5 separate regions of the Mus musculus genome follow, and all the other regions are linked to region 3. A link is a contact called in public Hi-C, capture Hi-C and promoter capture Hi-C data. All regions are on one chromosome and are shown on one strand. The core of a region is the stretch at or near the end of the contact, and the rest is flanking DNA. Distances in the headings are between cores, read along the strand shown. Region 1 has its middle 15 kb from the start of Mettl7a3. Region 2 holds the start of Ankrd33 (ankyrin repeat domain 33). Region 3 holds the start of Bin2 (bridging integrator 2). Region 4 has its middle 6.2 kb from the start of Methig1. Region 5 overlaps Slc11a2 (solute carrier family 11 (proton-coupled divalent metal ion transporters), member 2).

Evidence for each region. Promoter capture Hi-C pulls out the DNA fragments that hold promoters and counts their contacts. Hi-C and Micro-C count contacts between places; a contact is called where the count stands out from the background. Capture Hi-C pulls out chosen DNA fragments and counts their contacts.
Region 1: a promoter capture Hi-C map of pre-B cells shows a contact between it and region 3, with 2.6 times the contacts expected there. The contact joins the enhancer-like site here to the promoter of Bin2 in region 3. A contact is called at or near these places in 4 of 39 promoter capture datasets (the C10 cell line, embryonic stem cells, hippocampal neurons and 1 more), 1 of 484 Hi-C or Micro-C datasets (the G1E-ER4 cell line), 4 of 115 datasets of contacts at active chromatin or transcription factors (bone marrow-derived macrophages, effector CD8 T cells, large pre-B cells and 1 more) and 1 of 9 other capture datasets (embryonic stem cells).
Region 2: a capture Hi-C map of macrophages shows a contact between it and region 3, with 2.3 times the contacts expected there. The contact joins the promoter of Ankrd33 here to the promoter of Bin2 in region 3. A contact is called at or near these places in 1 of 39 promoter capture datasets (the C10 cell line), 1 of 115 datasets of contacts at active chromatin or transcription factors (memory CD8 T cells) and 1 of 9 other capture datasets (macrophages).
Region 4: a promoter capture Hi-C map of embryonic stem cells shows a contact between it and region 3, with 5 times the contacts expected there. The contact joins the enhancer-like site here to the promoter of Bin2 in region 3. A contact is called at or near these places in 6 of 39 promoter capture datasets (the 3T3-L1 cell line, embryonic stem cells, hippocampal neurons and 3 more) and 1 of 115 datasets of contacts at active chromatin or transcription factors (bone marrow-derived macrophages).
Region 5: a contact with region 3 is called in a Hi-C map of rod photoreceptor, with 1.8 times the contacts expected there. The contact joins the enhancer-like site here to the promoter of Bin2 in region 3. A contact is called at or near these places in 2 of 39 promoter capture datasets (the C10 cell line and embryonic stem cells), 1 of 15 datasets of contacts at CTCF or cohesin (the NIH/3T3 cell line), 3 of 484 Hi-C or Micro-C datasets (liver, olfactory sensory neurons and rod photoreceptor) and 2 of 9 other capture datasets (adipose tissue and embryonic stem cells).

What each region holds. Positions count from the first base shown.
Region 1 is chr15:100,318,733-100,321,432 of GRCm38.p6, forward strand. It overlaps a transcript of Mettl7a1 not described here. Among named protein-coding and RNA genes, the nearest start is that of Mettl7a3, 15 kb to the right of the region's middle. Within about 2 kb of position 1,364, at least 35 of the 459 cell types and tissues checked have an H3K27ac peak or open chromatin away from gene starts, as enhancers often do. A contact at or near this core is called in bone marrow-derived macrophages, where this site is marked.
Region 2 is chr15:101,114,404-101,117,103 of GRCm38.p6, forward strand. Ankrd33 (ankyrin repeat domain 33) reads left to right here and starts at 1,341. Exons shown (of 5, transcript NM_001374225.1): 1 at 1,341-1,499; 2 at 1,712-1,945; 3 at 2,174-2,303; 4 at 2,482-2,622. The coding sequence starts at 1,781.
Region 3 is chr15:100,668,188-100,670,887 of GRCm38.p6, forward strand. It overlaps Bin2 (bridging integrator 2), which reads right to left and starts at 1,316. Exons shown (of 11, transcript NM_001270537.2): 1 at 1,226-1,316. The coding sequence starts at 1,306.
Region 4 is chr15:100,345,600-100,348,308 of GRCm38.p6, forward strand. It overlaps a transcript of Mettl7a3 not described here. Among named protein-coding and RNA genes, the nearest start is that of Methig1, 6.2 kb to the right of the region's middle. Within about 2 kb of position 1,337, at least 17 of the 459 cell types and tissues checked have an H3K27ac peak or open chromatin away from gene starts, as enhancers often do. A contact at or near this core is called in embryonic stem cells and liver, where this site is marked.
Region 5 is chr15:100,388,008-100,390,707 of GRCm38.p6, forward strand. It overlaps Slc11a2 (solute carrier family 11 (proton-coupled divalent metal ion transporters), member 2), which reads right to left. Exons shown (of 17, transcript NM_008732.2): 17 at 1-1,154. The coding sequence ends at 1,077. Among named protein-coding and RNA genes, the nearest start is that of Higd1c, 25 kb to the left of the region's middle. Within about 2 kb of position 1,419, at least 35 of the 459 cell types and tissues checked have an H3K27ac peak or open chromatin away from gene starts, as enhancers often do. A contact at or near this core is called in liver and rod photoreceptor, where this site is marked.

The DNA.
Region 1 (2,700 bases), core at 114-2,613, 350 kb before region 3:
AAGTGTTTGAGAAGTTGGAGGCTTATCCTGGAATTTGTGTATAAACTACAAAAGTCACTGGTCAAAATGTATCACTCCTAAAAGTGTAACAAACAACAAAGGCCAGCTCACTAGGCAGCATGGTCCTAAAATGTTAGAACTCAAGAGTCAGAGGGAGAAAAGATGGCTGGTCTGAGATCAGTTCAGGCTACAGTAGGCAGTTTAAAGCTAGGCTGGGATATAGAGCAAGACAACCTAAAAGCATCATTTTAGGAGAGTCTTCTGTCAAGTTGTGCCTTCCCAGTCCTTAAGCCGTTCATGGCCCTGATGTCTGCCTTCTTCGTGGACAGACCCTTTCACCCCACGCCTCTCTCAGCTGATAATACAGGTTTCCACATTCAAGTGCCTGTAGGCTAGGCATGCTGCCACAGGAAGTATTCAGGAAGCACAGGCAGGAGAATGGAAACTTTGAGGCTAGCCTAGGGTACAGATACCTTCTCTGTCACTTTCTTAATGCCACACAGTGACTTTGACAATTTCAGGATTTCTCTATCCCTAACCCAAAGGCAGACTCATCTCTGACTAATGAAAGAAATGATTGTTTGCAAGGATTTCCAAGGCTATCCCAGCTTCCAACTTTCCTAGGCCATCCCAGCTTTCCCACGTAACCTCTCAAGAGCCTCGGCTAACTGATACTGCTCCCCCCCACCCCCCATTTCACTGTGAACAGTCCCCTGGGACTTATCTCTGCTACTCTGTCCCTTTAGCCTTTATTTTTCGGTCAAATTGGAAGCAACCACATATCACAGCAAGGTCAGAAGATGGTGCCAGCCCCCCTGGAACTGAAGTTCCAGGTCGTGAGACTGGACAGGGATGCTGGGGAAACAAACCTGGTTCCTCTGGAAGAACAGCTAACGTTCGTTCATAGCCACTAAGTCATCTCTCCAGTCCCATTCCTTAAATCCTGTCAGCCTGCTGGGTGGTGGTGGCTCACGCCTTTAATCCCAGTACTGGGGAGGCAGAGGCAGGCGAATCTCTGTGAGTTCAAGACCAAGCTGGTCTACAGAGTGAGTTCCAGGACAGCCAGGACTACACAGAGAAGACTAGTCTCAAAAAACAAACAAACAAAAAAAAAACAAAACAAAAAAACAAAAAAACAAAAAAAAAACCAAAAAACAAAAAACAAAAACAGACAACAAAACCAACAAAACAAAATCATGTTAGTCTGTTGGAAGATGGACCTGGGGTCACTGAGCCTCTTTTTCTGTTGTCCAATCTGTCTATGTAGTAAAATCGTTCTCTGCCTTTACCACCATTGTCTTTAACTGGTTCAACTTGGGGCTTGTGAACTCCTGGACCCAGGCCTTTTGCCCTATGTCCTCCAGTAACAACCCAACTAACACAGCATGACAAAAGTTCAGCCAACAGACACCTTGCAGGAGCAGGGGTGGGGGGTGGGGGCAAAGGCAGGTGCAGGACCCCAGCAACACCTGGTGCAGGACAGCAGACCAACCAGCAGCTTCATCATGTCAGCAAACCTCCACAGTAACTTGTATTATTTGCTGGTGGAAACAGGAAAGCTGCCAGGAGTCCCTGCAAACTGTCAAGTGAAATAGAACATGGCGCATCGCTTGCTCTTTGTGGCTGGAGAGAGGAAATGGCAGACACAGAAAGACAGATGACCCGCAATATGCGTGCATCTGCTCCTGAGCCTGAGACTCCTGAATCAGCAGTAGGAACCCGGGCTCCCAGGAAGGCAGTGTGCACCTCTGCAGCCCGCTCCCTGCATCTAACCTGCAGGGAACCCCTCAGAGAGCTTGGGCTTCCGGGAGAGCATGGCTGTAGGGGAGGCCTCTTCTAAAAAGTCTTTATGAAAGGAATTGAGGAAAACAAAACTATCAGGTGACATGGGGCAGGAGTTAGAGAAGCCAAGTGATTATGTAAAGCTTTGCTTGGGAGTTTAAATAAGATGACCTCATTTTAACAATTGCTGTTCAGTGTTGGGCAATAGACTCTTAGGGATTTATGGTTTGTTTTGACAGAGTTTCTCCATGTAGCCCTGGCTGTCCTGAAACTTGCTTTGTAGATCAGGCTGACCTCAAACTCACAGATATCTGCTTGTCTCTGACTCCCAAGTGCTGGGATTAAAGGCATACGTTACCACCTCTTGACAGCTGACGTTCAGTTTTTATTAAGATCTGGAATCTAAGGTTAGCATGAAGAACCAACTCAGTGAGCAAGTGACTGCCCACCCAGACACCAGGCTCTGACCCAGCCAGTCCCTGTTGCTGGACAAACACTCTGAGGGCTCTCTAAGCAGGGAACTAGGTAACTCTCTTGGTAACTAGATAACTCTCCTCTAGGTTACTAGGATTCACCTTACAGATCCCGTTGGCAGATCCTGTTGGTTGATCGCCTGCCAGATCATGTGCCCACCTCCAGGGTCTTCCTATACATCAGTTCCAGGAACAGATTCATTTAATTATTTACTTCTTGGTATTTTTCAAGATAGGCTCTCGCTGGCCTGAAACCCACTGCTTTTATTTTATTGTGCACTGTGGCCACATGCAGGCCAGAGGACAGCTCTCCAGGCTGGTTCTCTCCTGCCACCTTGTGGGACCTGGGGTTGGAACTCAGCCCAGTCAGGTTTAAACACAAGCACCTCCATCAGCTGAGCCATCGCCAAGGCTCTTACTTAACAGTTACTCTTGGCTGATCCTA
Region 2 (2,700 bases), core at 91-2,590, 450 kb after region 3:
GAAACCAGACAATAGCAATACACAAACACAAATCAACATTTTACTTTTAATGAAGTGTACATGTTCAGTGATTATTAGCACCAATGAGTAAAGAGCGGAGGAGTTGTGCAGGAACCAAACTGTGAAAGAAAAGCAAAACGATGCTGGAAAGCAGAGCCCCGCAGTGTGGAGAGTGCGACACTCTGAGCGCTAAGTCACTCAACTTATTAATCTTAAAAATGACAGTACAAAAGTACTGTTACTTTAATACATCATTTTAAAATGCCATACTTTACTTACCACCTCAGATCTAATCCATTAAAATTAATACATCATAATTTTTCTTTTAAAATTTATTTTATTTTAATAATTTAATAATTTATGTTTGCAGGCATTTTTCCAGTGCCCGTGTCTGTGCACCATGAAAGCACAGTACCAGCACAGACCAGAAGAGGGCATCAGATCCTCTGGCACTGGAGTTACAGACAGTTGTGAGCTACTCAGTGGGTGCTGGGAACTGAACCACGGTCCTTTGGAAGAGCAAGCCAGCGTTCTTAACCGCTGGGCAGTCTCTCCAGCCTCCTGGAAACTCTTCATGTTTTGATTTCTTTGGGTAAACTGTAGTGCATACCTCCCCATTCATCTTTATTTAATGCCTACACCTTCCCCATCCATAGCCCCTTCACCCAAATCTACTCCTTTGAAGTGGAAGGGATCTCTGTGTACTGACTGGTTCTGTGTGTCAACTTGACACAAGCTGGAGTTATCACAGAGAAAGGAGCCTCCCTTCAGGAAATGCCTCCATGAGATCCAGCCATAAAGCATTTTCTCAATTAGTAATCAAGGGTGGAGGGCCTGTTGTGAGTGGTGCCATCCCTGAGCTGGTAGTCTTGTGTTCTATAAGAAAGCAAGCTGAGCAAGCCAGGGGAAGCAAGCCAGTAAGTAACATCCCTCCATGGCCTCTGCATCAGCTCCTGCTTCCTGACCTGCTTGACTGGCTTCCTTGGTGATGAACAGCAGTATGGAAGTGTAAGCTGAATAAACCCTTTCCTCCCCAACTTGCTTCTTGGTCCTGATGTTTGTGCAGGAATAGAAACCCTGACTAAGACACTCAGGCTCCACAGCTGGGTGCCAAGACCTCCATAATGCTTCTCTTGCAAGGCCATATCTAAGTGCAGCTGACTTCCCACGATGAAGGGAGAAAGATCAGCCCGGAGGAATTCACTCAGCTCTGAGCCTGGAGAAGCTGCCACCATCCAAGTCTAGCAGGATCTTAGGGCAAGGATTGAGCAATGGCAGAGAGTACAGTCACCCCCCAGCCCCCCAATCCCTTCCTAACCCGCTTGACCTGGCTCAGCTCTGAGGTGTTTATGGCAGCTTTCTGCAGGCACAGCCATCTGTCACCTGCCTTGTTTCTTGGTATCAGCTACCCCACAGAAGGGCTAGTGAGCTTTTGAGGTGTGGGGGTGGACTGAGCCACAGGCTGGCCCTCTGCTGTGATGGAGACCCTAGAGTCCCAGGTAAGGTTGGGGGATGGGAAATGATAACCCCTGTCATGAGCTTCCTTGAGAACCTGACCTACATACAGTAAGATGCTTGGCTACCTGTCTTGGGTCTAGGCAGAGGTGAGACACCCTCCAGGGTAAAGGTTTGTCCTGGGGAGACGGTGCAGCTGCAGGGACTTATTCACTCAGGGTTGCAGGAGGAACTGCTCCTTGGCGTTTTGTCATAGCTGCCTGCTGAATAAAGAGGGACTCGGGCCGGCGGCAGAGGAGTCACTATTGCCCCGAGAGGACTGGACATGTCTGAGGCCCTGCCCTTCCCCAGCAACAAGACCTCAACCCCTGAATGCAATTTGAAGACACTGTACTGGGCATGTGTCCACAATGACCTTGCTGAGCTCCAAGCCAGGCTGGACGCTGGTGTGTCCCCAGAGGAGGCCTCCCAAGTGGACAGCAACGGGAGGGTGAGATGCCCCAGGGCTCACCAGAACAGTTGAGGACAGTCCAGGCTTCATACATAACATCCTGGTCTGGGTCCCCAGAGAGTCACAGAGTCATCCCCACTCTAGATGGGTGAAAACCATCTTGACAGGGGTTGGGATAGGCCCTGGGGGAAAACAGACTTAGGAGGGAAAGGAGGTCCTAAGAAGAACTTAGTGGAAAGTGGGGGTCCAAGCTGCTCTGTCCCCTAGACAGGCCTCATGGTTGCATGCTACCATGGCTTTGGTTCCATTGTGGCTCTGCTCAGCTGCTGTCCTTTCCTGGATGTGAACCAGCAAGACAAAGACGGGAACACAGCCCTCATGCTGGCTGCCCAAGCAGGTGTGAGACACAACGCCCCACCCCAGCCCACACCTACCCCACCTTCACCCCCAACTCCATCCCACCCTCACTCCCAGCCATTAGGACAGCAGCCCCAAACCTTGCACAAGAGTCTCCCAGGCCAAGCTTCAGCATTCCCTTACCTTGAGAGACTAGCTATGTGGTCCTGTCTCTGCAGGTCACATGTCTCTTGTGACTCTCCTGCTCAACTACTTTGCTGGCCTGGACCTGGAACGCAGGGACCAGCGGGGACTCACAGCTCTGATGAAGGCTGCCATTCAAGATCGCTCCGAGTGTGTAGTTGCCCTCCTTATGGCAGGTGTGCAATGGCAGGTGTGCAATGGCAGGTGTACTATGCCATATGTGCTTTGCCAGGTGTGCTATGGCAGGTGTGCAG
Region 3 (2,700 bases), core at 66-2,565:
CAAGTTCATGAACCCTCTCCTTTTAGCCCATGTCTCTTCTACTACAGTGTGGGTAGATGGTGGCTAGGCAAAGGAAGACTCTGGACAGGTAACATCACAATGCCTTTTAAGTGTGTAGGGAAGGGGCTGGGACGGAGCTCAGTTGGCAGGGTGCCTGGTTTCCTCAACCAGAAGCTGTAGGTACAACCTTCAGCATCTAAGAGATGTGATGACACATGCTTGCAACCCAGAAGATAGAGAGAGACGGGAGACCAGAAGTTCAAGGTCAAAGTGAGTTTGGGGGTGGGGGTACAAGAAACTGTCTCAAAAACATGTGAAGGGTGGTAAGAATGGGGTTCATACCTATGACCTTAGCTAGAGATCTCACCTTGAATACAAGACCAGCCCAGTCAACACGGTAAGACCCTGTCTCAAAAAAACAAAACAACCAAGCAAATAAAATAAACAGCGTGAAGAGTGTCTCCATAATCCATTTTCCCTTTTTTTTTTTTTTTTTTTTTTTGGAGACAGGGTCTATGTAGTCTAGGCTGTCCTGGAAGTCTCTGTGTAAACCAGGCAGATCTTGAGCTCACAGAGATCCTCCTGCCTCTGCCTCCCGAGGGCTGGGATTAAAGGCGTGTGCCCATCATTTGAATGGACTGGCAAATTATGGGAAGGACACCCAGAGGCTGTGGATCACCATCAAGGCAAAAGAATAGATGTAAGAAACTGGGGCTGGCTACTGGACACACGAGCTCCCCGCTCACCCCGAGGTAAAGAGTAGCTCAGGCTGGTCTTAAACTCAGTAATATAGCCTCGGATGCCTTGCGTTTTCTATCCACCCGCCTCCGTTTACACCAGTTTAAACAACACTCAAGTGTGGAGAACTGTGCAGTGTCCTGGTCCTCAGTGAATCCCCCAAGTCAAATTAAGTGGGGCGACTCACTGCCACCGCAGCCGCTGTCTCTTACTTTGGGGACAAGTATCTTCCAACTCATTCATCACCTGAGAGACGCCAGCCAGCCACCCTTGCCTTTGCGCTAGGACAAAATCTGTGACAAAGTTGACCACCACCATTCGTTCCTTCCTGTCGCCTTTTCTGGGTCAGGCTGAGGGTTGCCGAAGGCTCCTGCGAAACAGCTGTCTCCTCAGCTGCTCCCTTCTCTCCCACGTCGGCCAATGTTCGTGGACACCCATTCCCCGCCCGTTCTGGGGCAGCAGGACCCTTTCTCCTCAGGCTGCCTACCTTCTCCTGGGCCCTGCTGAACTTCTTCTGCATCTGCTTGGCGAAGAGGCCAGCCGCTCCGCCCGCCTTGCCCTCTGCCATCCTGCCGGCTGCGGGGGCGCAGCCTGGACCTGTGGTTTCTAGAGGCCCCTGAGAGGAAGTGCGTCCTCCCAGCATGCCTTGCGTGATGCTCAGAGGGCGGGCCTTCACACCCTTACAGCCTCCTGCTGGGGCGTGGTCGGCCTGGACCACCCAATGCCACCTCTCGAGGACCATTGGAAACCCATCACTACCCAGATTCCCGAGAGGACCACTGCAGCCCACCACTGGCCATCACGGGAGGACCTTGGGACTCCATCACTGCCCAATACTCCAGGTGTACCACTGAAGCCCCATCACTGTCCAACTCCCCAGGTGGACCATTGGGGTCCCATCACTGTCCATGTCCCCAGGAGGACGACTAGGACCCCATCATGGTCCAGATCCCCAGGAGGACCATTGGAACCCCATCATTGTTCAGCTCCCCGAGAGAACTACTGGGGCCCCCTCACTGCCCAGCTCCCTGGAAAGACCACTGGTCACCAGGATGGGGTCCACAGAGGCATCTGGAGCTGGGAGAGCAGCTAAGCTGGTTCTGAGAAGTTGGCAGAGAACGGGTTGTTCAGGGTGGATTTTGGTGCGCACACACTCTTAAAACCAGCTTGGAAATGCTGCCCCTGCAGTAGAGAAAGATTCCCCTCCCCTCCCCCGCCCCCACCCTTGAACGGGCTCTTTGAATGTGGACCGTGACTCATTGGTTCCATACCCGAACAGCATTAGAAAGTGAGGAGACACAAAAGACTGAGTTTGGGCTGGAGAGATGGCTCAGCCGTTAAGAGCACCGGTTGTTCTTCCAGAGGTCCTGAGTTCAATTCCTAGCAACCACATGGTGGCTCATAGACATCTGTAATGGGATCTGATGCCCTCTTCTGGTGTGTCTAAAGACAGCTACAGTGTACTCTATATAAATAAAATAAAATGAAATGAAATGAAAAAAAAAAAAGTAAAAACCAAAAGGCCCAGTTTCATCCAGTGAGGACGTTTAATGGACCAGAGACCACCTACCAGCTGCAGGGTATTGATGCTGAGTGACCATGGCTCAGCCTGGATGGCAGCTTAACCAGTTCTAAGCCTGGGAATTGTGGGGACAGAGTGCAGAAGGTGAGCATAATCCAGATCTGGATTGGAAGGGGAGAAAGACTGGAGAGATGGGGTCCTCAGGAGACAGGGTGCCATTCATAATATGCTAAGGAGGAGAGGAGGGGAGAGGCCTGAACTGGACAGAGGAGAACAAGACTCTCCAGGCAAAGCATGGAGCATTATATGGACACAGTGTGAATTTAGTCACAGATTATACAAACTGGAGTGGGGCTACAGAGATTACAAATCTGGTTTCTCTAGGAAACCGGTCTTCCAATGAACTTACACCTGACCACTGAGAAAGGATAGCCAGAAAA
Region 4 (2,709 bases), core at 87-2,586, 320 kb before region 3:
CTGGCTCCTGACTAAGTTATCACCTCCCACAGTCCCCACAATAGAAACTTGGCTAGAAGTCACCTAGGCAATGGCCCAAGCTTCTGACCTTCAGGCTAGACTCCTCCCCAGTTACCTAGCAACATTAAGATAAGACAGTATATTTTAAAAGGGCTGTTCAGCCCCTGCTTGCTCTCTTACCTCTTACTTCTCATTCTCTTACTTCTTAGCCCTCACTCTCACCCCCTCTTCTCTCTCTTTGTCTTCTCCTCTCCCCTCTCACTCTCTTTCTCTCTAGCCTTTCCCCTCTCTCTGTCTCTCTCTGTCTCTCTCTCTCTCCTCTCTCTCCATTCTCTCTTTCTCCCTGCCTTTCTACAATAATGCTCTAAAACCATAGATAGTCTCTGCTCTAATCAAGATCCGCTGGGCTCACTATCATCTGTGTTGGGAACCTCTTCCCTCACCCTTCTCTCCCATATCCCCAGTGGCTTTAGGAAAGTAGCAGCACTGGGGCTCCCAGATAGGGCTGCCTCTTGCCACCCCATGAAGAGTGGGTCAGAGGCTTAGAAGCCCACCCAGGGATGAGTGGAAGGTAGATAGCAGCCCCCCCAACTTCTGACTGACCAGAGAACAGGTGGAACTCTGGCAGGGTGTAGGTCTTCCCCTTCCCCTTCTTCCCCAGGGCCCCCTTTTTTGTTCCCAACAAGTGGTAGCAGAGTATGGTTACGCCATCCTCGAGAGACAGACCCATCTGAAGAACGCTTTGTACATAGACCTACATCAGATCTCCAAGTTTCCCAAGACAGTGAGTAATCTAGTTCAAAAACTAGGCTTTTTACTTTCTCTCTCTCTCTCCAAAGTGTTCCTGGTAAGCTTCCTCCTCCTCCCCCCTCTCTCTCAGGTTTCAGCCATAAGAAGCTGGTCTCCCCAGCGCTGTAGTCTCTCCCCACCCCCACCCCCACCCCTAGTCCTAGGCTTTGAATGGCTCTGTGGGCTGCAGCAGCCCACCATGCAGTAATTGCTCTGAGCTCTGTTTTCCTCTGCCAGCTGGTGTGAGGTCCCCTTCCCAGTCTCTGTTACAGGTTTCATCTAAAAGTAAGTTGGTTTTCCAACTCTGTAGCCCTTCCTCACTTGCTCTCGGCTTTGATGTGTGTGTTAATGCCTAGCTAGGTGATGCGTGCTCTAAACTATTTTTCTCCTCTGAACTCTGTTGCTCTATATTCTGCCCCTCTCTCCCTGCCATAGTTGCTCGCTAAAGTGCGGCCCACACCGAGAGATTCGGGCCCTGCCCCATACAGTGGAGTCCCAAAATGGGCCAAGGGCCAGCAGACAAAGAAACAAAGACCGGGGCAGGAGGCGGGCTATGGGCTGCGGGCTGCGGGCTGTGGGCTGCGGGCTGTGGACTGTGGACTGTGGACTAAAGTGGGGAACGGGTGGGCGGGGCAAAAGAGCCAAGGCAGGCACAGCGTGGGGGGCGGGGCGGACAGCACTTAGGCTAAAAAGCCTTTTACTTTCTGCCTTTGTAGAAAAAATTCAGGAGGAAGAAAGGTTGCAGGGTACAAAGTACCCTTACCCCCAATCCAGATAAGCCCACAAAAGCTGCATTGAAGCTGTGCTACCCCACAGGAATACCTGAATCGTGTTTTGTCAATCCAAAAATTTTCTTGCTTCTTTCTCTAAATACTTTTTTTCCCACTCTCTAGATTCATGATATATGTCCAAAAAGTCTTTCACCTTGTTTAAGATTTCCTTTAAGTTTCAAAAATCAACCAATCCTTAATTAATAACCAGTTTCCTTTTACAGAAGAACTGTTAATGGCCTACCCCAGTTACACAATTAACATGATATTTTTCTTCCTTAGCCACCCACAATGGACCGTGATGTGCTCCTAAGCAAACCATTGCAGGCATAACTTTTGCTATCCACCCTATGCAGACATCATCTGCTGGTGTTCTGTTCCTTTGTTTTAATTACTCTACAGGTCTATCTCTACAAGGGGCCTGCTGCCACAGAGCCATCTGAGACAGTGCCATCTCCTGGGACCTACAGACAACAACAGCTGCTTTCCTCCAAAAATCTCATCTGACTGAGGGCTCCTGAGACAAGCGCTGAACCAAAGAAGACAGACTTGGGACCTTCCAGCAACAGATGGACTCTTTTTGCCAACGCAACTGACTGCTGAGCTTTGGGGAAAGTACCATGACAGTGAGGAAAGCATAATGTCTAACTAGATTAATTAATTGCTGTTCAAATGGATGTTATTACCAAATTGTACTACCCATGGAACAGTTAATTGACTGTACAATCTCTTGCCTTCTCAACTCTTACCCTTAACTCTCCCTTCTACTCTGTCTTTGTTCTGCTACTTCTCTGGATATTTTCTTCTGATACTTCCAATCCAGTCTAAATTTTCACAACTAATGATACAGTCACATCAGTGACCCCCCCCATTTTTTTCTTATAAAAAACAGAGGGGGAGATGTGGGGAATTGGGCTATAGGCTGTTCTCTTGTTGAGCTGAGGTCTGAACCCCAAAGGGTGATAATTCACCTACATGACACGGTAGGCGTTCCTTTATGATCCTGGAACTCTGGTCCCCGCCTAAGTTACCGCCCTCCACAGCCCCCATAAGAGAAGCTTGGATAAAAGTCACCTAGTCAATGGCCCAAGCTTCTGACCTTCTGACCTCCATCCCAGTTACCTAGCAACAATAAGATAAGACCACATAC
Region 5 (2,700 bases), core at 169-2,668, 280 kb before region 3:
GTGCTTAAAGTGAAACTGATGGTCTGTGTTCCCATCGAGTGCGAGCCTCAGACCTCTGCTAACACACACCTTAAAATGCTTAAATTCCTCAGGACACTCAGCGGTACACATACGGGCGGCCCTTAGAGACAGGGTGAGGACAGTGTGTGGAGTGTCAGCGCGTAGAGTGGGAAGAAAGGGCAGGTGGACAGACACCAACGGAACAACAGCCACAGACACACTTGATGTAGAGACAAAGGGGGAAAGTTGGTAAAGTACCTGCTGTCCAGGAAGACCTGAGTTTGGGTCCCCAGCACTGTGTAAAATCTGGGCGTAGCAGCTGATCTGGGACCACAGTGTTGGGGCGCGAGGCCAGGAGGATCCTTGAACTTACTGGCTGGCTAGCTCAGTCACACACTGAACTCCATGTTCAGAGAGAGACTGGAGACACCTGATGCCAACCCGTGGCCCCCACAAGCAGAAGCAGGCAGGCACTCGCGCACGCACACACACACACACACACACACACACACACACACACACACACACACACACTGTGGTAGAGACTGGAGACACCTGATGCCAACCCGTGGCCCCCACAAGCAGAAGCAGGCAGGCACGCGCGCGCGCACACACACACACACACACACACACACACACACTGTGGTAAAGCAGCGCTTCAAGAGTTATTTTGGGGAAGTTCATCGTCAGAAAGGTCCCTTTCTCATTTGTTACCCAAATAGAACAAAGACCTAACTCACCTGAAAGGCATTTGTAAAAATCTATCAAGTTTTATAACCTTAAAATCTTACCCAAACTGGCACGTTTGGGTTCACATAAATACATATCGATACACTTTAAACCCCAGAAGTGCAGACACAAGCCTGAGGGACTGCACAGCTGCCACAGGCCCACTGCCTCCGAAGGGTCTCTGACCCATACGCAACTGTCAGCTTTTACCCTGAGTCCGTGAGGAGAACTTCTCCTTTGTTCAAAAACCTTTGAACAAGCTCACCTCCGAACTAAGGGATTTGCTAACAGGCACTTGGCCCGAAAGGGCTTAGAGAAAGTGTTCTTAAGGTCTCCTGGGCTGTTAGTCATCTGGACACCACTGAGTCAGCATCCACGGTGTTCAGAAGATAGAGTTCAGGCTGAGCGGTCAGTCCCAGGCGGTACTGAGGGAGGACAAAAGCACAGGGAGACAGTTAGTGTCACTAGCAAGGAATTACACTGTGGACGTACACATTATTTTGGCCTCTTTGCTCAGTACAATTGAATTTTATTTCAGAATAGAAAATGGTGTTATGTGAGGTTCTTATTTAAGATCATGGACACTTTTTAGATTTTTATTTTAGGTACATCAGTGTATGTAGTGTGCACACGTCTGCTGCCCACAGGGGTCAGAGGGAGGCACTGGATCCCCTGGGATTGGACCTAGAGAGGGCGTGTGGAGGTCAGCCACACAGCAGCCAAGCAACCCTGAGGTAGAGAGAGCACTCTAGAGAAAGGCTGCAGCCTGGAGTGCCAGAGAAAGCGTGCTTAGAACACAGGCAGGGGGTGAAAACCTTCAGTGTGTGTGCTTCGTGGCTGCCTGAGATGGAGCTGAGTTAAGGATGATGCTAAATGCATTCTGACTGTCTCATGACGAGAGTGAAGCTAGGTTGGGACTTTAGGATAGATAATATGACCACAGTGTACTGGAAATCAGATTTCAAATGATCTAAACCCTGAGTCCAGTAATTCAGGTCCTATTATCCTTTGACACTTGAGAAAAGCCCTTTCCTGAGTAGTTAGGGGAACGAAAAGTGTGCAGAAGCAGCAGCGACCTGCAAGTCCCAGTGTCTGCCAGGCTGAGAAGCAGTGACCTGTGGGTCCCAGTGTCTGCAGGCTGTATCAGGAACCACAACTGTCTTCACGCCCTATAACTTTCTGGTTCTTAAAAGCAGGACTCGTGACAGTCAAGCTGGCCTCAAAGGTATCACGTAGCTGTCTTGATTTATCCCAGCCCCCACCTCCCAGGTGCTGGGATTATAGATATTTATAACCATGCCCCACCCTCAGCAGTTTTAAAAAGATATTTCCAGTTCCCTTCCCTGTGAATCTAATGCAGATAGATGGTTTGCAGGGATCTGTGAAAAACATACTGGTTTTGTTTGTTTGTTGTTTTTTAAGTTAGGGTCTCACTAAGCAACCCTGGCTATCCTGGAACTTGTTATATAAGTCTAGCAGGCCTCGAGCTCAGAGATTTGCCCACCTCTGCCTCCCAAGTACTGGGACTAAAGGTGTGCTCTGCCATTCTTAACTGTCCAGCAATACACTTTGCAACAATGACTAGCTTTCATGTCAGTTATGGTATTAATGGTACTGTCGCCCTTGGCACCAACAGTCCGTGTGTTAATGTGAAGTGCAAACTATAGATCTGTATTAAGGGACTAGAGCCATATACTGTATCGGAAAAGACACTGGAGTGGGGGGGTTGGGGTTCAGGACCCAGTGTTAGTCCTCCCAATGTGTCCTTTAAGTTTTATATTCAGAACTGAGGATCAAACCTAGGGCTAGGCAAGTGCTCTAGCACTGAACTAACCCCGATCCCTTGTTTAGGGTCTCATTCTGGAGTTCTGGCTGGTCTGGAACTTGCAGTGATCCCTCACAAGTGCTAGGATTACAGTTATGCACCACCACACAAACTGTGTCTACTTTCCGAACCTCGTCTTGTGTGCA